Linked DNA regions of Sus scrofa: region 1 is linked to region 2. Evidence: chromatin contacts called from public promoter capture Hi-C data. All regions are on one chromosome and are shown on one strand. Each heading gives the region's core, a stretch centred on a gene start, on an enhancer-like site or on the middle of the called end of the contact. The rest is flanking DNA. Distances are from core to core; before and after follow the strand shown. Region 1 holds the start of S100A6 (S100 calcium binding protein A6). Region 2 holds the start of ILF2 (interleukin enhancer-binding factor 2).

Region 1 (6,736 bases), core at 1,654-4,153, 120 kb before region 2:
TTGGGGGTTAGTTGCTGGGAGCTGACATACCCTGAGCGTCCAAGTGGCGTTTCCCTCTTGGTTGGAAAGTCTCCACCAACCTTGGCCTCTACACCGTTGGCCCATCCCTGGGGTTTGGAGAAAACCAACCCGCTCCCCGCGGCGTCCTGCTATCTGCCCACACGAGGGCGCTCGGTCCAAGCCCCAAGATGCTGGCCGCTGAGAAGTTACCTTTCCAGAGGAGATTGCATGGAGCTAAGGCTTGGACATGACTGTGCAGACAGGGAGCTCAGATCCTGGGTCCCTTCCTGGTTCACAACTGTGCCAGTCCCTACTCCCTGCGGGGAAGGAGTGGCCACTAGAGAAGGAGGGACACCAAAGGTGAGGTTTCCAGCCCTCTTGGGACTGTTTGCTCATCCCCACCTCATGGAGGAAGAAGATTTAATTCCGCAAATCTGGGCCCGCTGGGAAGTGGAGAGGTGAAAAAGAGGGACAGGAAGAAACGGTCTCTGTCTGAGGCCCCCAGAACCTACAGAGGAAATTGCCTGGCACAGACTAGGTCTGCATGGGAGAGCATTGCCACAACTGCCCCATCGCCCTGAAACCCTCTTGCCCCGATCCCCCTCCCTCCCCACCATCCCCTCCTCCCCCGCCACCCCCTTCTTCCCCCCACCGCCTGAAAACACTAATGCAAACAATGAACTCAGATAATTTCAATTCATCATCTACCAGTGGCTCCATGGAATAACTGGGGTGATCCATTCTGCTAAGGCGCTAGGAATGGGCTGGCTCAATATTGACAGAAAGGCTGGGCTGTGGCTGCCCAGTCCCGGGGACCCCCATCCCACCCCTTTCATGAGCATCTCATGATTCATGTATCCACACAGCTGCCAGCTTCTCAGACCACAACTCTGAGAACAAAGGGCCCTAAGGTGTGCCTCCCACCTTCAACCGGGGCAGGGGCAGCAGAATTGACCTTGACCGTACAGCATCCACAGCAGTCCCCAGCCAGGCTGTGAGCATGCCAGATGTGCCTTCTCTGCCCCCACTTCCCTGTAGTGAGAGAGTGGACCAGCCCCGCCCCACAGCCCTGCTGGACCTTCCCCTTTGACCACACCCAGAGCAAAAACTTGTCTTTGTCGTCTGCAAGGACCCAGCTAGGACTATCTCTGTTCCACTCTGGACTCATCACAGCCTGGCTTAAGCACCATTTCCTTCTCCAAGCCCACCCCAGAACGCCCTGTGCTGGGGACCGCTTGAGCCTTTCCTTAAGATGGCTTTGCCCAGAGCTTACATCTTTTCTGATTCACATAAAAGCAGTTTAGGAGCTGTAACTGCCTTGTTAGGGCGCATCCATCATCTTGTGGACCCTCCCACCAGCTCCCCTGACCTGGTGAGTCACTGAGTCACTCCCAGAGGGGACTGCGAGAAAACCCTCTGATGGCTGATGCAGCGGCAAGCAGAGGAGGAAACAAATCACAGGGAAGCCAGGACACAGGGGTAGATTTAACAACAAAAAAAATTTATTGTACAGTTACCCACCACTAGATCAACAGGCCAGCTAAAGGGTGTCTCCACCGTCTCAATTTATGTTCAGCCCCGGAGGACATCGTTGTAGATCATAGCCAAGGCCCCCAGGAAGGTGACATATTCTTGGAAGTTCACCACCTGGTCCTTGTTCCGGTCCAGGTCATCCATCAGCTTTGCGATTTCAGCATCCTGCAGCTTCTACCGGGTCAAAATGGGAAATCCAGGACTCAGGGGTGATGAGACCTTGGGTTCTCTGCCTTTCCCCCTCCCAGGCAGCCCTCTCTCAGACAAGTGGCTCTGTGCTCACTTGTCACCAAAACTCTGAGCCCACCTTGAATTCACTTGGCTTGACTTCTCTGCTGCTGACTCAGGAGGAGTGAATACCAGGCTGGGAATATCCCCAGCCCCTCAGGGCCCAGGGGTGTGGACCAATGGTCCGGTAAGGTCTAGGTCCCCGGAATGTGAGTAAGTGTGAGTCACAGGCACCTGGCGCCTGGCCTTCTCCCAATCCTGCTTCTAAGGGGGGGGGGGGCAGGGGAGACTCACTCACCGCCCCAATGGTGAGTTCCTTCTGGATCAGCTCCTTCAGCTCACTCTTGCTCAGGGTGTTTTTGTCACCCTCCCGGCCGGAGTACTTGTGGAAGATGGCCACCAGGAGGCCAATAGCCTGATCCAGAGGGCATGCCATGGCTGAAGGCTGAGTTCAAGGCTGGGGGCAGAGGGGCTGGTCAGTGTCCTGGGCCACACGGAGGTCTCACTCCTCTCACTCACCGCAAGCCCCAAGACCTCTGCCCCCCACCCACCCACCCCCATCCCCACCACCACCCACCCCCGACCCCAACTCCCTTTGACGACCCTGCCCGGACCACCAAGTAAGTGTCAGGTGACCTCAGGAGACAGCTCGAGGCTTGAAGGGGAGGAAGAGGGCAGACTCTAGAGCCTAGAGATCTGTGGCCTCCAGGGAACCAGAGACGAGGTGGCTCAAGGATTCTAAGCAGCAGACAGGAACACAGCTGAGAACGCTCCTCCAGGGGTTGCGGGAAAGTTGGGGCGGATGTTGCGGGGCGGGGGTGGAGACGGCGCACCCAGCCCTACACACAGCCTTCCAGGGCCACACACGGCGGCGCTGACACGCCCGCCCGGGACACACCCTCCCGCACCCCAGATGGGCCACTACCCGGAGCCGCCCAACGGACGCCTTAGCCCTGGGCCAGCCTGGCTTCTCCTGCCTCTCCCCGCCCGCCCGGCAGCCCCGCAGCCCCAGGCTGGATGCCGAGCCATCCACCGCCCGCGGACCAAGCCCGGGGCGGGCTGGCTCAGAAGGACCGGGGCTGCCCTGGCCAGGACTCACCACGGCGGCAGCGACGGGAGCAGGGAGCGGCCGAGGGGATGCTGGGCTCTGGGGCCGGCCCGCCCGCCTTATAGAGGCGCGTCCGGGAGGCCGGCTCCCCACCGCCCACGGCCCGCCCCGCGCCCCACCCTGTGCTCGCCGTTACACAACACCAGGGCCCCAAAACTTTCCACGCCTCCTGCCCCGGGGCAGTTCAGGGCTCCGCGGGGTGGGGGGGACCTCGAGGGGGAGGGGGTCCCACCTGCAGCCAGCCGAGTGACCTCGAGCTCCTTCCTAACCCCTGAAACCCAGTTTGCAGCCACCCACCCCCCAGCATCGTGATGTGACAGGCCAGGGCAGGACGCTGTCACTGACGCTGGGGGGGCTGCCGGAAGTGGGTGGAGAAGGGAGAGAAGGGTGCCCCCTTCCCAGGGCGAAACCTAGATGAAGGGTGGGGAGCGGCCGGTGGTCTACAGAATACAGTTTCAAGGACTTCTCCAACACCCATCCGCCAGCGGAAAACGAATTCCTACCACCATCCTGCTCCCTTCCCCAACCCCCTCCCCCACCCCGAATTCCAGAATTGCACACCGGAGCCTCCTGCAGCTTCAGGGGCACACATGCCAGAGCCAAGCCCTGTGTCCCTAGTTATTTACCCTGCAATGCAAAGTTTCTCAGATCCTCAGTGTTTTTTGGTTTTGGGTTTTGTTTTGTTTTGTTTGCTTTTTAGGGCCTCGGGTAGCTGCTGGCCTCTGCCACAGGCACAGCAACGCCAGATCCGAGCAGGGTCTCGACCCACACTACAGCTCATGGCAACACCAGATCCTTGACCCACTGGGGTGAGGCCAGGGAATCGAACCTGCAACCTCATGGTTCCTAGTTAGATTCAATTCCGCTGCAGCACAAGGGGGAACTCCTCTCAGATCCTCTCTGGAGAAAGGCTTTTGATATGGGGAGGTGGGAAAGGCAGAAAGCCTAGAGGTGATTGAGGTGGCATGCGGGGTAGCAGGGCTTGTTGCAGAGAGGGAAACGGAGGAGAGGGAAAGGGGACTGGCCTGGAGGTCAAGGCCACACTCCCCTTTCTTACCAGCGTCCTCAGGGTGGCCTCCTGTGAGCTGGTGACAAGTCAGACTGGCCTGTCCACCACTGCCCCCAGGAACCACATCCCGGCTGCCTCCAGTGTCCTCACCCTCTAAGCACTTTCTCCTTAACTTTCTCTGCATAGCCGAAGCACACCTCGGAAGCCATCAAAAGCCTGGCCCAACTTCCCCATTTTCCAGGAGGGCCATGCTAAGCCCAGACACACTTAGTCACATCCACACCAAAGGACAGGAAGTGGAGAGGGAGCCCAGAACCCTAGCCCCCAGAAGCTCTCCACTCACTGAAGGGGAATCGCTGCCCTGCCCACCGCACCCCCAGCCAAGATGGACAAGACATCTTCCAAACCAGCCACGGACCCCTGGAAAGGAAAATCTTTATTTCCTCTGCGGGAATGGAAGGCTAAAGCAGCATCCTTCTGGAAGGGTGTGTGATAGGAGCTGCAGAGGCCAGGGCCTGGGCCCCGTCACTGGTTGTCCTCCAGGAAGAAGTCGTTGTAGGCCATGCAGAGCGTGGTCAGGAACACCGAGTACTCCTTGAAGTCGATCTCCTGGTCGCTGTTCTTATCCAAACTCTTCATCAGGTCGTCCACACTGCTCTCCTTCATCTTCTTCCAGGGCCCAGGTAGAGACACAGGTCAGCCCTGCCCCCTCCCAGCCTCAGGCTGAGCCCCAGCGGAGTCAGCTTCTGGGCCCTCAGAATCCCCCCGCCCCCAGGCCACACCCAGCCCAGGACCCAGCACCACGCAGGCGCTCAGTGAGCTGACCCCTGAGCCTGGAAAAATTACCAGAGGGAGTCTAGGGCAGCCCCGCTTCCCCTCCACACTTTCTACCGCCCGAAGAAATAATAAGCTAGATATCATGCAACACCTCATAGAAGCGGCTTGGTGACTATGCGGCGCTGAGCAAGATCCAGGTCTTAGTCTGTCCCTCTTGGGGATCTTGAGCATCGACCCAGACAGCACATGCCACCAGGAGCGGTGCGTTCGTGCCGAGAAGCCAGCGCATCCGTTCCCTGCTAGGAGAGCCTGCAGGACAGCCGTAGGGAACCAGTGCCTGGCACCCAGTCTTACTCTCTGGTCCCTGCCCTCCTCGCCCAGCTCCACCAAGAGCACGGTGACAGCCCCCCCACCCCAGGGGGCAGCAGGTGGGAGACAGGAAGAAAATACAGAACATCCTGCCCTCTCCTCTTCACTGCCCCCAGCTCCAGCTTTGCCACAGGAGACAGGACGTGGGGACTTACGAAGATGGAAACAACCTCTCTGTGACGCCATTCTTGTCCCCAGTCTGGGTTCCTGTTCTAGCCATACCCTCCCCAGGGCCTCTGTCCCCCTGTAATTAACCCTGCTGGACCCACGGCCCCTCCCTCAGCCCTCATTCACTCCAGGATGCAGAGAGCTTGGCAGGAAGGCCAGAGGGGCAGCCGGTGACACCCACACCTACTTCAGTCCCCCGTCCACAGGGACAAAACCTGGTGGAGCTTCTCTCCGAGGAGGCCCACTAGGGTTCAGAATGTGACAGCAGAGGCCTCCCAGGCTGTTTTTAAAGATACACGGGCCTGGCCTGGAATTGCAGCCTCTCGCCAACTGGGTATCCTCAGACAAGTTATATAATGTCTCTGAGCTTGGATTTTTTTTGTTTTAACTGAAATAATAATACGATGACTATCTCATAGACCTTCCCCTCCATCAGTTGCCTCCCTCCCACCATCTCCATCTGGTTAGAATCAGTTCTGTCTCCCTCCAGCCTGTGTTGGAACTAGCCGAATGATCCTTTTGGTTCCTGCGTCAGCACCATCAAAGCCCTGGGGTGGGGGGGTGTCGGGTGGGAGCCCTGCCCTTGAGCTGTGCACAGCTGATCTGGACCCCTGAACCCCCTCGTCCCCCCACCCCATCCTTCACACAGGCTCCACTTGCATCTCTGAGAGCCCAGCCTCAGCAAGGAAGTTTCCTTCATCTTTGCCGGTTTTATAGGGGAGGCTGGCCATGCCCAAGGCGTGTGGCAGTTCCTGGGCCAGGGATCGAACCTGTACCACATCAGTGACCCAAGCCACTGCAGTGACAACACCAGATCCCTAACCCGCTGAGCCACTACCGAACTTCAAAGGTCTTGAGCTTCTCTAAAGCCTCACGCGGGCTGAGGGCCACCATCCAGATGCTGCCCTTCTCCCCAGTGGAACACGACTCATCTCAGCACAGAGGTCTAGAGCTGTGTTGGCCCAAGAAGTCCATGCTCTCCGTTGGGTCTCTGTCCGTACCCATTAGCCATCCTGTCCTTCCCAAGGTTGGCATACCCTGCGGGCAGATGCGTGTCCTCTCTTGCCACCCCACCCACCTCATGCCCGGAAGGCCCTGGTATTGGTGCTTCCTGTTTTCTCCCTCCTCTCCCCTCCCCCACGGTGCCCACCGGGAGCACTTGGACTCAGGGATACAGGAGAGGGGACTGTCACCCACCTACCTCACCAAGACACAGCTCCTTCTTGATCAGCTCCTTCAGCTCCCTCCTACTCAGAGTCAGCTTGCTGCCCTCTCTCCCCGAGTATTTATGGAAAGTGGTGACCATCGTGGTCAGAGCCTTCTCGAGTGGGGTCTCCATCACCGGGTGCAGTCCTGGAGGCCGAAGGGAGAGGAGAAGATCACCCCACCCGGGAAGCCAGACCTCCTGCTTCCCTCCGCCGCTAGCCCACCTCCAAGCCTCTCCCTCGAGGACCAGCAGCTAGAACCCGTGATGAGACTGAAATCTACCCAGCAGACCCTGGTGTATGCGGACAGGTGGTAACAAGACCCAAGGCAAACTTGGA
Region 2 (7,193 bases), core at 1,845-4,344:
AACTCTGCATTCATTCACTCTTCCTTCTAGCCTGATCTGACTCTGTTAAAATGTACTTATAATTACAGACCTGGTTCCTGTGACCACTAAATTACATGTTTAGCAACAAACTCAAACCTTCAGCAGGATCCTGTGCTCTCAAGCTCTCCACGACTTTGTTCCCAAGAGCAGCAACGGCTTCCACTAGATCAAGAGAAAAGATAATTAATATTGCAGTTATTTGTGTAGACTTTTCATCCATACATCTCTAAGCTACCCTGCACCCTACTTCTGCTGGAACAAGGGAAAGTTAACACCTGGACAGAGAAACTGGAAGGCTCAGGGAATAGGACATCCCCTCCAGCACACACATCTTTTTCTGCAGTGGCACTAATGCCCTCTTGGCTTAGATAATTCTTTGTTTGGGGTTGGAAGGGAGGGTCTGTCTTGTGCACTGTAGAATGCTTAGAGGTGACCCTGAGCTCTACCCAAAAACATTAGCCCCCAAACACCTCCAGGCGCTGCCAAATGGGGGAACAAAACCACCCTCAGTTGAGACACACTGCCCTTTGGTAACTGGCCATACTTTTTTTCAGATACGACACATTAAAAAAATTTTCCCACCCGCCAAAATAAATATATTTCCCACCTGTCTTCTAAACAGCCTTTCACACAAGATACATGGGCTTTAAAGATCCCTATACCTCAAACCCAAATATGTTCTGTTTCCAAGGCCAGGGAAAGGCACACTCACGTGTTGGCAAAATCTTTAGGATTACCACCAGGTCAGCCACATTGTGTCCTGTAGTCATCGTTCCCTTTTTATATGATCCAACTTGTCGGACTTCTTCGATTTGCTGTTGGAGAGAGAATTTCAGAAGAAAAACCTTAGAGCCAAGCAAGGCAACTTCCACACTACCAAGGCCACCCTTCCCTAGGACTAAATCATCAAAACCTCACCACTTCAAATGTCCCTGGAGCCACGATCAAGTTGTCAATCACATTATTTATTTTTGTCACCAAAGAAAGGATAGAGGCCTGAAAACAGCAGGAAACAAAAATACCATAAAGGTGAAACATGATAAGCAACTTCTCATCAAGTTTGAATGTTTTCCCCTAATCCCTGCAATACAGGCTCAATCAGTACCTACAACGGACTCTGAAAACACTCTGGACCCTTCTGGCTTTGAATATGCCAGAAGAGAAAACTTTGATCCAAAGATAGATGCCCCAGTAAAAATATAAATGCACACATAATTTGTTTATATCATCCCTGGTGCTCTCCCTCCACCCACAGTGAGAAATAAGGAGAACAATTAAACCCTCTGGGGAGGGCAGGCTCTGATAAGTGTAACGGCACCAGTAGTTATTTACTTCTCTACTTCATTCGTGAAATCTCAGGAGGAAAACTAACAGAATATACCTGCTCAGCTGAATTAGGAGCCAGGTCCTGATTCCTCTTCAGTAAGGCCTCACTGAAGGAAGTTTCATCAGGTGCTGGCTTGACCCGAGGAAAGGCCATTTCACACTAAACCAGAAATAAACAATTTTATACTACCCACCAAAAATAACATAAAATAAAGATTGTTTTTTCCTGTTGCCACAAAACAAAAAAAAGTTGAAAAGAGAAAATTCTAAAACACTTATTTTTAACTCCATAAAATATTTAAACAAGCATAGAAACTAGAAGAGCCATAATTTAAGCTCTCACTACCGTTACATTAACAGATAAACCAAAGATACAATTAACTGTTCAAAACAAAGATTCTAATCCTGTTACTACCAACTGTAGTCAAGGAACTATGTTCCCCACCCAGTTTACACTGCTTTTGTATGTAAAGCAATACAGGCTGACTCAAAACCCAATCCCACTCACTAACCCCCTTTCCTACTCCAACCACCATTTGACTTTATTAACAGGGAGACCCTAGGCTCCAGGAAACAAGTGAACTGCGGTCAAGGTACTCACCAAATAGAAATCAAATGGGATATGTGGCACAAACGGCCTGAACCTAAAAAATGAAAAACAAGTCAAATTATTCACCACAGAAATCAAGTGGTTTTAGCATAAAGGGGCCAGAACTCTCATTTAGGAGAGCACGGAAAGAATGCTTCTAAACCACAGCTGGAGCTCACAAAAGCAGGTAAGATTAGTCCGCTCCAAACACCCCATTTAGGTGACTGAAATGGAAACTAAGTGTGCAGAGATGCTAAAAACTGGCACTCACCCTCCTCCTGGGCCTCCTCTGGAACCAAAGCGCCCGCCACGACCACGGCCTCTGTCCCCCCTAGAAATGCATAAATACATTTTTAACTTGGTTCTCACCGCGTTGAAACGACCTCCACCATACCGGCCATATGATTTCAAGTTCGCTTACCGCCATCTCCGTGAACTTCCGTTTGGAAGCTAAGAGATCCCATTCCCACTGACAACACTTGCTCTCCATCCGTCCCAAGCGCCCAGCCTCAACCCCCAAGACCGCCTCCTTCTGGGTAATTTAATCACATCAAATACTGACGAGGTTCAGTGAGCCCTACAAGAAATGCCCCATAATTCCCGGGGCGCGCCAGCCCTAATACTTCAGAGACTAACGAGATTGCTCATTTATTCGTAACTAGTAAAAGCATCTAACGGCAACCCTATACGTCAAGCACTTAGCCTGGAGTATGAACGAGGCACGTTCAAGCCTTCTCAGTCTAGATGGTGGTCGGGGTGGGGAGGTGGTCCTCCTGGGAGGTGAGGACAGCCCCTCATCTAACCGCCCCCGCTCCCGCTTCCCCTTGCCTGGGCCCCACCCCCATCCCTGGCCCACGTTTCCCCGCCTCCGCGGCCCCCGACTTCCCCCACGCTCCCAAGCGGGAGTTCTCAGATTTCCGTGCAGCCCCCAGATACACGGCCCTTCAAGACCTCCGAGTCCTTTCAGCCCGCGTACCCAAAGTTTTTGGTCGAATACTCGAAACCCTTCCAGAGCACCCCACGACCCTTACCTCATGGCGTCCCAAAGTCCGAACAATGGAGGCCACACCAACCGCCCCTTTCCTCCGAGAAGCCCTCAACTGGAGAGGCGGCTTGCCGGCGTATGCCAACAAACCCCGGCGTGATTGGCTCCCGCCGTTCTGCACCACTTATGCCTATTGGTTCACTTCAGCAAACCGGGTTTATGAACCAATAAAAAGCCCCTACTATGTCAGGGACCAGCCAATAAGAAAGGACTTGACAGGAAAGACTTTTTTTTACGGACACCAGGGGGCATGGTGTAGAGCAATCAGGTTGGCTAACACTCAGAGAACTTTCTATACGATTTTTGAAAAATATCTTGCCGAGCTAGCAGAGTGGCGCAGCGGAAGCGTGCTGGGCCCATAACCCAGAGGTCGATGGATCGAAACCATCCTCTGCTAGGAGAGCTTTTCTTTCTTTTCCCCCCTCCTTCCCACTCCAGGACAGAAACTCTTGTTTTTCTAGTAGATGTAAATACCGCACTCCTATGTTTTCCTCCTTAGAAGCTAATTTTTGCCAAAAGCAGGCAAATGGCGCAAGCAGGCGAAATGGAATAGGAAGGGACTTAGGCAACTATGACTACACGTCTGGATGTAGTTCACAGAGACTAGAAACTTGAGGCAGGAGAAGCGGATTTGAATATAATAATTGAATCGGAGAGGAGAAATACTGATGTGGAGGGGCTAGAAGGCAAACTGAGACAGCCTCAGGAAAGAGAGTTCAGATGAAGAGAACAACGGAAATGACTGGAGAAAAAGACCAGACCCATCCCTCTTGCCCAGTATCCCCTCATTTCTCCTTTCCTCACTCGGCAACCTCCCTGGTGGATTTTACTCTTAAACGAAGCTTCACAGCCACATATAAGGATAAACTGCTGTTGCATTTAAATCAATCATATTACAAGTTGCTCTTTGTCCTGTTTCTCCCTCTTCTTGCCTTCTTTTTCACTGACTAATATTTATTATTCCTTCCCTGCCTCTGTCAATAGAAAGTTACGCACTTTTTCTGCTCCCTCAGTGGTTACCCTAAAAATTTCGTGCCTCCTTGAAAGGGCAGAGTCTAATTTTACCCTCCTCGTGAAAAATGCAGGAGTAATTTAATTCAATTTACCACACTGACTCTAGAATTATATATACTATTGTGTAACTTTTAAGTATTACATTGACGTATTATTTACTACAGCAAAATGCACAGATCTTAAATCTACAGCTCCAATATTTTTGAATAATGTATTCTGCCCTTGTAATCACCGCATAGATTAACATAAAGAATATTTTTAGCACCTGACAAATTTGGCTTATACGCCTTTGCTCTCCCCCTGGAGGCAAACACTATTCCAATTTCTCTTATTGTAGATTGGTTTCGTCTGCTCTTCACATAAATGGACTCACAGCCTATGTGTTCTTTTTCCTCTGGCTTCTTTTGCTTGGCACATTTCAAAATTTTTCCATGTTTCTGCATTTATCAGCAATTTGTTCCTTTTTACTTGTTTATTTATTTTAGCCCCACAGGGCATGCGGAAGTTCCCAGGCCAGGGATTAAACCCAAGCCGCAGCAGTGACGAGACTGACAGGAGTGTCAATGTGGGATCCTTAACCACTCCTCCTTTTTATTTATGAGTAGCATTCCATTGCATAAATATTCCACTGTTTGTTTATCCATTCTTCTGTTGATGAGTTCAGACCTCCAACAGGCTGAGCCACCGGCAAACACATCTGGGTCGTTTCCAGTTTGGAGACATTATGAATAAAGCCGCTATGATCATTTTTGTACAAGATTCTTGCAGTAGATGCAATTGTTCCTCTTCATTGCAGAGGGGTAAGTGTAGCTGTATATGTTTACAAAATTTAAATTGCATATATATTCAGTCCCACTAGATATTAATACTTGGGCTTCCGGTTGTGGCTCAGTGGAAATAAATCCAACCAGTAAACATGAGAATGTGGGTTTTGGACCCCTGGCTCCGCTCAGTCAGTTAGCTCCTGTGTTTCTGAGAGCTGTGGTGTGGGTTGCAGACATGACTCAGATCCCACGTGGCTGTGGCGCAAGCTGGCAGCTGTAGCTCCGACTTGACCCTTAGCCTTACTTATTAATTAAACTAACGGTCATTGAGGTGTGCCAGTTTGTTTTATTTTTAAGGTTTTTTTGTGTGTGTTTGTCTCTTTGTTTTGTCTTTTCTAAGGCCACACCCGCAGCATATGGCGGTTCCCGGGCTAGGGGTTGAATCAGAGCTATAGCTGCCAGTCACAGCCACAGCCACAGCAATGTGGGATCCGAGCTATGTCTGCGACCGACATACGGCGGCAACGCCGGATCCTCAATCCGCTGAGCGAGGCCAGGGATCAAACCCGCAACCTCATGGTTCCTAGTCATATTCGTTAACCACTGAGCCATGATGGGAACTCCTGTTTTGTTTTTTCTGACTTTTTAGGGCTGCACCCACGGCATTTGGAGCACCCCAGGCTAAGGGTCCAATCAGAGCTGTAGCTGCCAGGCTGAAGTCTACCAGTTTTTAATGCTCTTTATTCCCTCCTGTATCCCCAACATTTATCTGGAATATTCCTTCTGCTTTAGAATTAGTACCCTTCTGCTGGTGGCCATCTTCGTTTTGTTTTTTCTGAATACATCTTTGTTTTACCTTTGTTTTTGAAGGACATTTTCTCTGGATATGGAATTCTGGATTGGAAGTTATTTTTCATCTAGTACATTTACAATATTATTTTACTGTGTATGGTTTCCATTTTTGCTGTGAAAAAAAAATGTTGAACAAATGGTTGCTCCTTTGAAGGTCATCAATCCTCTTTTTCTTTTTCTTTCTTTTTTTTTTTTTTTTTTTTTTTGTCTTTTTAGACCCATACCCATGGGCATATGGAGCTTCACAGGCTAGGGGTCCAATCAGAGCTGTAGCTGCTGGCCTACACCACAGCCATAGCAATGCCAGATCTGAGGAGCGTCTGCACCAAAGCTTAAGGCAACAACACCAGATCCTTAACCCACTGAGCGAAGCCAGGGATCAAACCTTCGTGTTCATGGATACTAGTCAGATTCATTTCTGCTGAGCCACGAGGGGAACTCCTTCTTTTTTTCTTTTTTTATGTTTCTTAGCCATTAGCTTTTATTTATTTATTTATTTATTTTAATTTTTTTGTCTTTTTTCCATTTCTTGGGCCACTCTCATCATGGCACATGGAGGTTCCCAGGCTAGGGGTCGAATCGGTGCTGTAGCCACAGGCCTACGCCAGAGCCACAGCAACGCAGGATCCAAGCCACGTCTGCGACCTACACCACAGCTCACAGCAACGCCAGATCCTTAACCCACTGAGTAAGGCCAGGGATCAAACCCACACCCTCATGGTTCCTAGTCGGATTCGTTAACCACTGCGCCACGACGGGAAACTCCGCCATTAGCTTTTAAAATATTGCTTCTACCTTATTATTTCCCTCCCTTCAGGTCACCAAATAGTGTCAGACTTTCTCATGATAGCCTTTATATCTCCAATCCCCTCTTTTATTTTTTTTATTCCTCTTTATCCATGCTTCATTCTGAGCAGTTTCTTGTTCTTGTTTTCCAATTCATTACTTATTCCTTAGTAGAGTCTAACTTGCTGTTAAACCATTGATTGGGTCTTAGTTTCGGCTTTGGCAAATTTCTGTTTACTTCTGGTTTTCCCTCCTCCTGGGTTTCCCCTATGTGTGCAGACTTTCAGGATCCTAACCCAAAATAGGAAAGGTGGTTTATCACCTTTGGGGCCATTTAGATTCCAACTTTTGTCGTACTTGCCCAACACATTCTATTTCCTGCCACCAATTCTGGATCAGCAAATGACTCTGGGGTAAAAGCCCTCCTACTTCTGGTCTCCTGCTTTCCTGTCCTTTCCTGCTCTCATTGTCTTTCAAGTTCTTTGATTTTTATTTATTTATTTATTTATTTTGTCTTTTTGCCATTTCTAGGGCTGCTCCCGCAGCATGTGGAGGTTCCCAGGCTAGGGGTCCAATCGGAGCTGCAGCTGCCGGCCTACTCCAGAGCCACAGCAACGCAGGATCTGAGCCGCATCTGTGACCCACACCACAGCTCACGGCAACGCCGGATCCTTAACCCACTGAGCAAGGCCAGGGATTGAACCAGCACCTCATGGCTCCTAGTCAGATTCATTAACCACTGGGCCACGATGGGAACTCCCGAGTTCTTTGATTTTAAAATGCATTTCATCCAACA

Evidence for each region. Promoter capture Hi-C pulls out the DNA fragments that hold promoters and counts their contacts.
Region 1: a contact with region 2 is called in a promoter capture Hi-C map of fetal skeletal muscle, with 5 times the contacts expected there. The contact joins the promoter of S100A6 here to the promoter of ILF2 in region 2. A contact is called at or near these places in 4 of 5 promoter capture datasets (fetal skeletal muscle, liver and skeletal muscle), 9 of 47 Hi-C or Micro-C datasets (embryonic fibroblasts, epiblast stem cells, fetal skeletal muscle and 4 more) and 2 of 2 datasets of contacts at active chromatin or transcription factors (alveolar macrophages and skeletal muscle).

The regions. Positions count from the first base shown.
Region 1 is chr4:96,094,431-96,101,166 of Sscrofa11.1, reverse strand. S100A6 (S100 calcium binding protein A6) reads right to left here and starts at 2,903. Exons shown (of 3, transcript NM_001044557.1): 1 at 2,861-2,903; 2 at 2,060-2,218; 3 at 1,482-1,707. The coding sequence starts at 2,197. The coding sequence ends at 1,573. S100A5 (protein S100-A5) reads right to left here. Exons shown (of 3, transcript XM_021090792.1): 2 at 6,394-6,545; 3 at 4,297-4,544. The coding sequence starts at 6,531. The coding sequence ends at 4,404.
Region 2 is chr4:95,976,763-95,983,955 of Sscrofa11.1, reverse strand. It overlaps ILF2 (interleukin enhancer-binding factor 2), which reads right to left and starts at 3,094. Exons shown (of 14, transcript XM_005663409.3): 1 at 2,968-3,094; 2 at 2,208-2,267; 3 at 1,949-1,991; 4 at 1,403-1,507; 5 at 940-1,017; 6 at 734-836; 7 at 118-183. The coding sequence starts at 2,972. It overlaps TRNAM-CAU (a tRNA gene), which reads left to right and starts at 3,307; the gene lies at 3,307-3,378.